Regions from separate parts of the Mus musculus genome. Here region 2 is linked to region 1. A link is a contact called in public HiChIP or PLAC-seq data. All regions are on one chromosome and are shown on one strand. The core of a region is the stretch at or near the end of the contact, and the rest is flanking DNA. Distances in the headings are between cores, read along the strand shown.

Evidence for each region. HiChIP or PLAC-seq counts read pairs in DNA pulled down with a chosen protein or histone mark.
Region 2: an H3K4me3 HiChIP or PLAC-seq map of embryonic limb bud shows a contact between it and region 1, with 4 times the contacts expected there. The contact joins the promoter of Rae1 here to the enhancer-like site in region 1. A contact is called at or near these places in 13 of 39 promoter capture datasets (the 3T3-L1 cell line, 3T3-L1-derived adipocytes, the C10 cell line and 9 more), 2 of 484 Hi-C or Micro-C datasets (cranial neural crest and liver), 10 of 115 datasets of contacts at active chromatin or transcription factors (craniofacial prominence, embryonic basal ganglia, embryonic forebrain and 7 more) and 2 of 9 other capture datasets (adipose tissue and pancreatic islet).

The regions. Positions count from the first base shown.
Region 1 is chr2:172,799,781-172,803,999 of GRCm38.p6, reverse strand. No RefSeq gene overlaps it. Among named protein-coding and RNA genes, the nearest start is that of 1700055K11Rik, 58 kb to the left of the region's middle. Within about 2 kb of position 2,044, at least 10 of the 459 cell types and tissues checked have an H3K27ac peak or open chromatin away from gene starts, as enhancers often do. A contact at or near this core is called in embryonic limb bud, where this site is marked.
Region 2 is chr2:172,998,360-173,002,578 of GRCm38.p6, reverse strand. It overlaps Rae1 (ribonucleic acid export 1), which reads right to left and starts at 2,462. Exons shown (of 12, transcript NM_175112.5): 1 at 2,203-2,462.

The DNA.
Region 1 (4,219 bases), core at 795-3,294:
ATTCTGTTGTCCCCCTTCCCCTGCCACCATCACCCTCCCCCTGCCACCATCCCCCTAGCCCTGCCATCATCCCCTCCCTCCCCCCTCATCCTCTCCCCCTTTATCCCCCTCCCCCTCCATCTTTTCTCCCTTCATCCCCCTCCCCTTCCATATCCTTCCCCTGCCACCATCCCCCTCCCCCTACCACCATCCCCCTTGCCCTGCCATCATCCCCTCCCTCTCCCCTCATCCTCTCCCCCTTCATCCCCCTCCCCCTCCATCCTCTCCCCCTGCCATCATCCCCCTCCCCCTCCCCCTCCCTTCATCCTGCCACTTCCCCTCCTTGATGCTGTGTCAGGGTCTTTCCAACAGGTTGCAACTAAAGATCCAAGAAGCAACTGAAGGGAAGAAGGGTTTATTGTGGCCCCCGGCTTGAGGGCCACAGTCCACTGCGACACGAAAGGCATGGCGACAGAAATAAGAAGCTCCTCATCACAGCGCATCTGTAGCCACGAAACAGAGGGACAAGAACGGAGGCCATAAAACTTCAAAGTCACTCCAGCCACCTTCTTCCTCCAGTGAGGCTCCACTTCCTCCCCCCAAAAGTAGTATCACCATCTGGGGACCAAGAATTGAAACATATGAGCCTATGGGGTGGGGGTGGGGGGCGTTCAAGTCCAATTGTGACAAGCACTCAGCAGCCTCCCCCCCCCCCCCCCGTCTGCTCTGAGCCCAGCTTCCTGTGCCTTGCAGCCACGTTCCTCCTTTCAGAACTACTCAGAGCACCTTCTGAGGGCAGCAGCATCTAAAGAAATTTCCCCAGAGCCTACGAGATGGCCTGGTAGATAAATGAGCATCGCGCTCATAGGCTTTATATTTGAATGCTCAGTCACTGGGGAGTGGAACTGTTTGGGAAGGACTATGGGGAGTGGCCTAGTTAGAGGAGGTGTGTCACTTGGGGTGGGCTAACAGAAACTCATCCCTCCCCCGCCCTAGAGATCAGAATGTAGGAGCTCAGCTACTGTTCCGGCACCATGTCTGCCCGCCTACCTGTCTGACTGTGTGCCTGCCTGTCTGCCTGCCTGCCTGCTTGCCTGTATATCTGCCTGCCTGTGTGCCTGCCTGTCTGCCTGTCTGCCTGTCTGCCTGTCTGTCGTCTGCCTGCCTGCCTGTGTGCCTGCCTGTGTGCCTGTGTGCCTGCCTGCCTGCCTGCCTGCCTGCTTGTCTACCTGCCTGCCTGCCTGCCTGCCTGTCTGCCTGTCTGCCTGTCTGCCTGTCTGTCTGTCTGTCTGTCTGCCTGCCTGCCTGCCTGCCTGCCTGCCTGCCTGCCTGTCTGCCTGCCTGCCTGCCTGTCTGCCTGCCTGTCTGTCTGTCTGCCTGCCTGTCGTCTGCCTGCCTGCCTGCCTGCCTGCCTGCCTGACTGCCTGCCTGCCTGTCTGTCTGCCTGCCTGCCTGCCTGCCTGTCTGCCTGGCTCTACACTGTGATAATACTGGACGCACCCTCTAAAGCTATAAGAAAACTCTCAATAAATGCTTTCTTTGGTAAGTTGAGTTTGTCATGGTGTCCCTTCACAGCACTAGAACAGAGACTAAGACAAGAAGCTTTGATGACCTGAGTTGGTTCCTGAGACCCAGCTGGTAGAGACAAGAACTGACTGCCTCAAGTTGTCCTCTGACCTTCATGTGTATGCACGAGACATACACACTCATACACGTGTATGCATGAGAAGGCATGCACTCAAATGCATGTGTATTTTATGTATACACACAAAATAAATAAAAATGTAAAAGGAAATTTCTCTTTAACAAACCTAATCCCACCTAAACAGCAAGAAGGAAGCCTGCAGGAAGCTGGCTAGTGACTGGGCTCTTTCCTCTGCCACTCTGAGTGACAGGTCTTGGGTTCTCTTTTGTGGTCTCTGAACACTTATGGAGTTCCACGGAGCTTAGATTCCAGCTTGACCTCTGTGATCCACAGGCAGATACACTCCAGTTTTACCAGTCCTGCCCACTGGCTGACAGTTCTGGAACCCTGTGTCTCTGCAGCGGCCTCAGTCTCTGCAGGCAGGGGCCTCCTAGCACATTTGGTTTTAATTCCCTGAACTCTTAAGTGCATTTGGTTGTCCCGATGTCCTGAGGAGATAAAAATCACACACATGTGAACTGAAAGTTGAGTGAGCCTGGGAAAGCGGGGGTGGGGGGGGTGGGGGGTGGGGGGAGGGAGAGGGAAAAGGGGAGGGAGAGGGAGGGGGGGAGGGGGAGGGGAGAAAGGGATTGTTAGAACACCCCCCTAAATTCCCCAGAATGCACAGTTCACCTTTGGCGAATGTGAGGGAGCTGGGGACTGTATGTGTGACAGAGTCCTTTCCTGAGCCCATAAGAGAGGAGAGTGAATGGCAGAGGCCACCCAGATGGGGAGCATGGGAAGGGGTGATTCTTCTGAACCCAAGATGTAGGAAAGGGGTCCAAAGGCTGTAAGTGTTTTCAGAGAACCAGGGAAAGGAATTTCACTCACAGACAGGCATACAGACATACATACACAGGCATACACACAGACACAGACACACACACAATCTTATACACAGACACACAGTCACACATATACACAGATACAGAGACAGACACACACACAAGCACATACACAGACATACAAACAGGCACATATACAGATACACACAAGCACATACGCACACAGTCAGACACATACACAGAAAGACAGATACACCCACACAAGCACAGACGGACACACAGACAGACACATACACAGCCACACAGACACAAACACGCCACACAGACTCCAACAAAACCCTTATATCAATGCACAGAGAATGCGACCAGATACCTAGGCTCTACAAATAAAGTCAGTCTCTTGCATTTTTTGAGTGAAGTCCAGTTTTTAAATGTCAGGACACCATCAGGGACCGGCTCAGTGCACAGGCTGGCCTGGAGGGGCTGTGAGCTGCAGCTTCCCAGCTCCACGCAGCAGCTTTCAATTACTCAAATTTACACCTCACTTGGGAATGTGTACGTGTTTATGTGCTCTGTGTGTGTGTGTGTGTGTGTGTGTGTGTGTGTGTGTGTGTGTGCATGTCTGTCCTTATTAGTAGCCGCAGCTGGGACGTCCTACCACAGAAGCCACACAGGAGGAATCCCGTCATTCTTCTGTCCTACCTGGCAGCCTGAGCTACAGTCCCCGTCCCCAAGCCTCGGCCTCTCTGGTCAGATTGGGCTGTCACGACCTGCCCAAGAACTGTGCTAAACCCCAGAAAGACCAGGTGTTTCAGACCCAGGCGTGGCACTGGGCAGAAACTCACCAGTCTTCTGTCCCAGGTCCCAGGCCAGTCTACCTCCATATGAAGCATATGGTGAGATCTCCCTTAAGGGAGTTCTGGGATGTTTCTCGGCCCCTCAGCCCAACCCAGGCTCCCCCATGGCTGTCCTTTGACATCTATTCCTATGTTTTCTTTGTTTTCTATCAACTCCAGCTCTTGTATGCACCCTGCACATGCTAGGTGCTAATCCAACAATGGCTGAATACACGATCCCCTCTCTCCCCGCTGTCTGTGGACGATCCAGAGATAGTGGAGGGTCGAGCAGGCAGAGAACCAGCTATACTCCTAAGGCACCTCCTCAGACCCCAACCTTGAGATGCAATAAAGACACTGACGGGCAGTTATGTGAACTTGTGCATCTGGGCACCATGGTCTCATGCAATGATATCAGAGAATGATCAACTGGCAGCCATGGGGAAGCAGACGCTATGCATGCAGGCAAACACAGATGCTGGTGTTCGTGGAAGGAGCCCTCGTCGGGCATGCATAATCCATTAGGGCAAAGTGAATGCAGCTAGCAACAGAGCCTAGAGCCGCAGCATGATCGCATGAGCTTGGGCCCAGCGAAGGTCAGCGGGAGAGCGTTGCAGGGAGCTGCTAATCCCATTGGATTCCTGTGTGAGTAAAGGTTAGACAAACATGTTCTCGGAAACAGGCCCTTTCACTGAGGGGCAGCTCAAAGAAACACTCTTTTCTTCTGCCCTTGCTCCAGCTACTCCAGAAAATTCCACCTTAGTTTAATTTGAAAACAAAGTCTTCCCCTATTTCTCGGGTTGACCTCAAGACACTGGTGCACTCAAGGCTGCTCTGTACCGGGTATCACATGTAGGATGAAGTGGCCCAAGGTGGCTTCCCCAACCTTGACGCTGATGGCCCTCAAGGTCTATAAATCCACTCACAGGCTATCT
Region 2 (4,219 bases), core at 1,213-3,712, 200 kb before region 1:
CTAAGCCAGCCTTGCTCTTTAGAAGAGATTTAAATATTCCACAAGCAGAATGCCTAATAAAAGGAGCCGTTCTCAGAGGCAGGCAGATTTCTGAGTTCGAGGCCAGCCTGGTCTACAAAGTGAGTTCCAGGAGAGCCAGGGCTATACAGAGAAACCCTGTTTCAGGGGGAAGAAAAAAAGCCGCTCTGCCCAGCATAGTATAATCAGAACACTTGGGCAAAGGCAGGTAGATCTGAGGATGAGGTCAGCCTGGTCTACATACTGAATTCCAGGCCAGACAGGGCTACACAGAGGCTGTGTCTGTGCACACACACACACACACACAGAGGCTGTGTCTGTGCGCGCACACACACACACACACACACACACACTATTATTTTTAGAGCATTGTTAGCCTCTGGAAGCTATGAAGGAAGACTTTCCTACATCCACATCTACTTTACTGTCTAGGGAGGATGCCCTTGCTAGCACTAGGGCACCAACGCAGACATATTACAGTGCTTCAGTCAGCAGCTAGGAAAGAGGTATCACTCTCCAGAGTCAGAACTGCACACTGGGCACCCAGCAGTGGGCAGAGGGGCCTCCTGTGCCCAGGGTCCCCCTTCCTCTCTATTTTAGGTCAATGTCTACATGATGTTACCTAGAAAGAACAACCAGTTCTGGCAGGTGTTCCACAATTTCTCAGGGCTTTAAGAAAAGCAGTTCATGCCAGGCAGTGGTGGCACATGCCTTTAAATCCCAGCATTTGCGAGGCAGAGGCAGGCGGATCTCTGAGAGTTGAGGCCAACCTTGTCTACAGAGTGAGTTTCAAGAGAGCCAGGGCTACACAGAGACCCCGTCTCAAAACACCAAAAAAGAAAAGAACAATCCAAAGCAATCTACTTTGGCCCACTGAGTACTGAAGGTCTGGTGTGACGGTGTAGACTTGGAGCCATCGATAGTCAGCACTGCTTTCTTGAGCGTGGCAGTCTACCGGGCCCTACCGTCCCTCGCCATGCCTCATCTTCCGGCTGTCCTGAAACAACAGTGCACATTCTCCAGGCTCCTCTGTGGCTGGTGAGTTGGCTCAGGTAGTAAAGACACTTGGTGTGCAAGCCTGGAAACCCGAGTTCGACCCTCAGAACCAACAGAAAGGCAGGCGAGAACTCCAAAGTTGTCCTCTGCCCAGATGTGGACTGTGACACGCATGCATGGCCATACACACAACAGGCAGAGAAAGTTTAGGGTTAGTCAGGTGAGCTGGCACAGGTGATCTCTGCACTTGGGAGGCAGGGTCAGGAGGAGCAGGCCATCCCTGACTGTACAGAAATCTGAGGACAGCCTGGTCTACAAAAGAGCCCATTTAAAGAAAAGGATTTGCACGGTCTAACACTGAATGTAATTGACAACTGTGTCGTTGCCAAGGAAACCATCTGTGCACTGTGACTCCAGACTCCCATATGCTTTTGCCACATTTCAAGCTGTTACTAAAAAGCAAATTCTTAAAACCCAGACTTCCACCAAGTCAGCCACCTCTCCAAAAGCGAGGCTAAGGCCCGAGCAATCCACAGCCTAATGAGGGTCGCTTCCTTAAAATAACAAGGAAAGGGAAACTGCAAGGAACTGTGGGAGCGCATTTGACTCCTGCTGCCTTCGAGACAGCCACGATGTGTCAGAGCCACCATAAGGTGCACATTCACGTCTCAGAAGACGGCTCGGGAGACAACTCTCGGGGCTGAGGACTACAAGCCTGTCTGTACAGGGAGAGGGATGCACAGACACGCAGCCAGGGCTATGTTTCTCCGGAGCGTGAGTTAGTCTTGATTTTCACCGGAAAAACTAACTCCTCCATCCTGGAGTTAGGAAACGAAACGACCCCCAGTGTGTGCTGGGATCCGCACGCTCCTCTCCCGTGCAATTTACTTGAGGACTTAGTTTCAGATCACCATGCGCACGTGAGAAGAGCAAGGGCGTACCGGGTGCCCTGCAGCGGGGGTGAAGAGGCGGTCGGACCTCTGGCAGGCAGCGCAGCCATCTCTCCAGCTCCCGTAGCTCTCAGGGGCCTTTCTCCTGGCTGACTGGGTTAGCTCGGGCTGCTCCCAAGCGTCCGACCACGCCCGCCGGCTCGGCCGTGCCCCTCCCATCCGCGCACGCCGCGGTCCCCCACCGTCCCCTCACCCCCGTGGCCTGGGCGGTGTGCGCACGCGGAGAGGCCCGGCCTACCTAGCGGAGCGCACGGGGTCCGGCTGCAGAGAGGGGCTCGGTCTCCTCACGCGGGCCCGGGCTTCCCGGAGGGAGCGCGGCGGCCGCCTGAGGAACACGCACGCGGCGGGGCCCGAAGCCACGGACCTGCTCTGGCGCGGGGCAGAGGGGGCGCAGCCGGGAGACCCCAGACCGCCGAGTCGTCCGCCTCAAGCCGGTGGAAACTGCCCCGTTACCACAGAAGCACCGCGCACGCGCCACGAGCCACTTCCGGGACTGCCCGGAAAGCGTCAGAGCACGGCGTCCCGCCCCTCTCAAGGCGGGCGCACATGCGCAGAAGCCCTGCTGAGGGCGAGAGGAAGTGTTTATGCCAGCAGTTGTGCGTTTGTGGAAAGTCGGCCAGCGCAGTTGCCAGGCAACTAGTTGAGAGAGGGCGTTGTTTTCGCGTGTGTATCGTTATATTGATTGTTGTTTAAACGTCTAAAGATGATCGTGGAGCCGAAGAGATGGCTCAGCGGCCAAGAGCAGTGGCTTCTTGGGGAAGACCCAGATTCTATTCCCAACACCTACTGGACGGCTCACAGGTCCAAGAGAACCAACACCAGTTCTTGGAGAACTGACGCCCTCTTCTGGTCTCTGTGGTCATTGCACGCAGTGGTGCTTAAACTTCTTCAGGCAACATACTCATATACATGTAAAAACAAAAAACAAACAAACAAACAAACAAAAAAAGAGTTCCCCAGCTCAGATCTAGCACTGTCCTCTGAGAGGCTGCCTACTTGGAACATCCCGAGCGGTATGATAAGGGGAATGGTTCCTACTCCCTGAGATGTTTAAGATTTATTTCCGTGCATGGATGTTGTCCCTGTGTGTATGTATATGCACCACATGCTTGGGGAGGCATGAAAACTGTGTAGGAGCCCCTGGAACAGGAGTTACAGATAGTCGAACCATCATGTGGGTACTGGGAACCGAACCATGGCTCTCTTCAAGAGCAACAAGTACACTTAATTACTGAGCCCCATGTACTAATAGGTCAGTATTAAGCCTGTTTGAAACACAAAAGTCCTGCTCTATGAAACATTCCACATAGAGTGTTTAAGGTGTCAGATAAAATGACAACATAGTTAGCTAGATTCCAGAATGGGGGTTCCAATGAACCAATCAGGGAAAGCGGTTTTAGAGAGAGAGAAAGGACAAGTGTCAGTGAGGAAGAACAAAATGTGATTGGTCCCTACAAAATTAGTTTCCTTGTTGGGCAACTTGGCAGGCCTTCCAATCCCTGCACGCAGGAGGTAGAGGCAGGGGGTGGGGGGGGGCGTCTCTGTGAGTTCTAGGCCAATCAGAACTACACAGAAATGTTCTGTCTCCAAAACAATTTTTAAAAATGTAAGGCAGGAACAGGGTTACAGAACAATGGAATAAAAACTGGCCGCTGGTTACCTGTCTTAAGGGACCTCAGTACAACACAGAGGAAACAGGCCTGTCTAGGACACTTGGTGATCATCTACTTACTCCCATCCCCTGAGAAGTCAAATAACAAGGTTTAGTTAGCGTACATAGTGTTTGGTTTGTCGTCGTCGTGTTTATTCCTGTTGGGGCTCAGGGGAAGAGTTGGGTCCAGAGTAGAGGGCTCCTTTAGGTTGGTTTCACAGGGCATTGTTACTATGACCTTCCCAGGACCCGCCCAGACTGATTCCTCTGTCTCCCCAGCCTTGTGATCCCTGTCTAAAGAATTCATTAACTAGCCAGCACAGCACACCCTTAGTGAGGGCAGCTGACAGTGACCAAAGAGGCTTTACAGTAACGGCCACAACCATCAAGCAGCAAACAGCACAGTTCCCTTTAGGGCCATGGCCCTTGCAGCACTGCATTATAGTCCTGCGGGGTGTGCTGGATAGTTTTATGCCAACTTGACACAAGCTAAAGTCATCTGACAGGAGGGAACCTCAGTTAAGAAAATGCCTCCATAAGATTAGGCTGTGCGCAAGACAGTAAAGCAATTCCTTAATTAGTGATCAGTGGTGGAGGGCCCAAC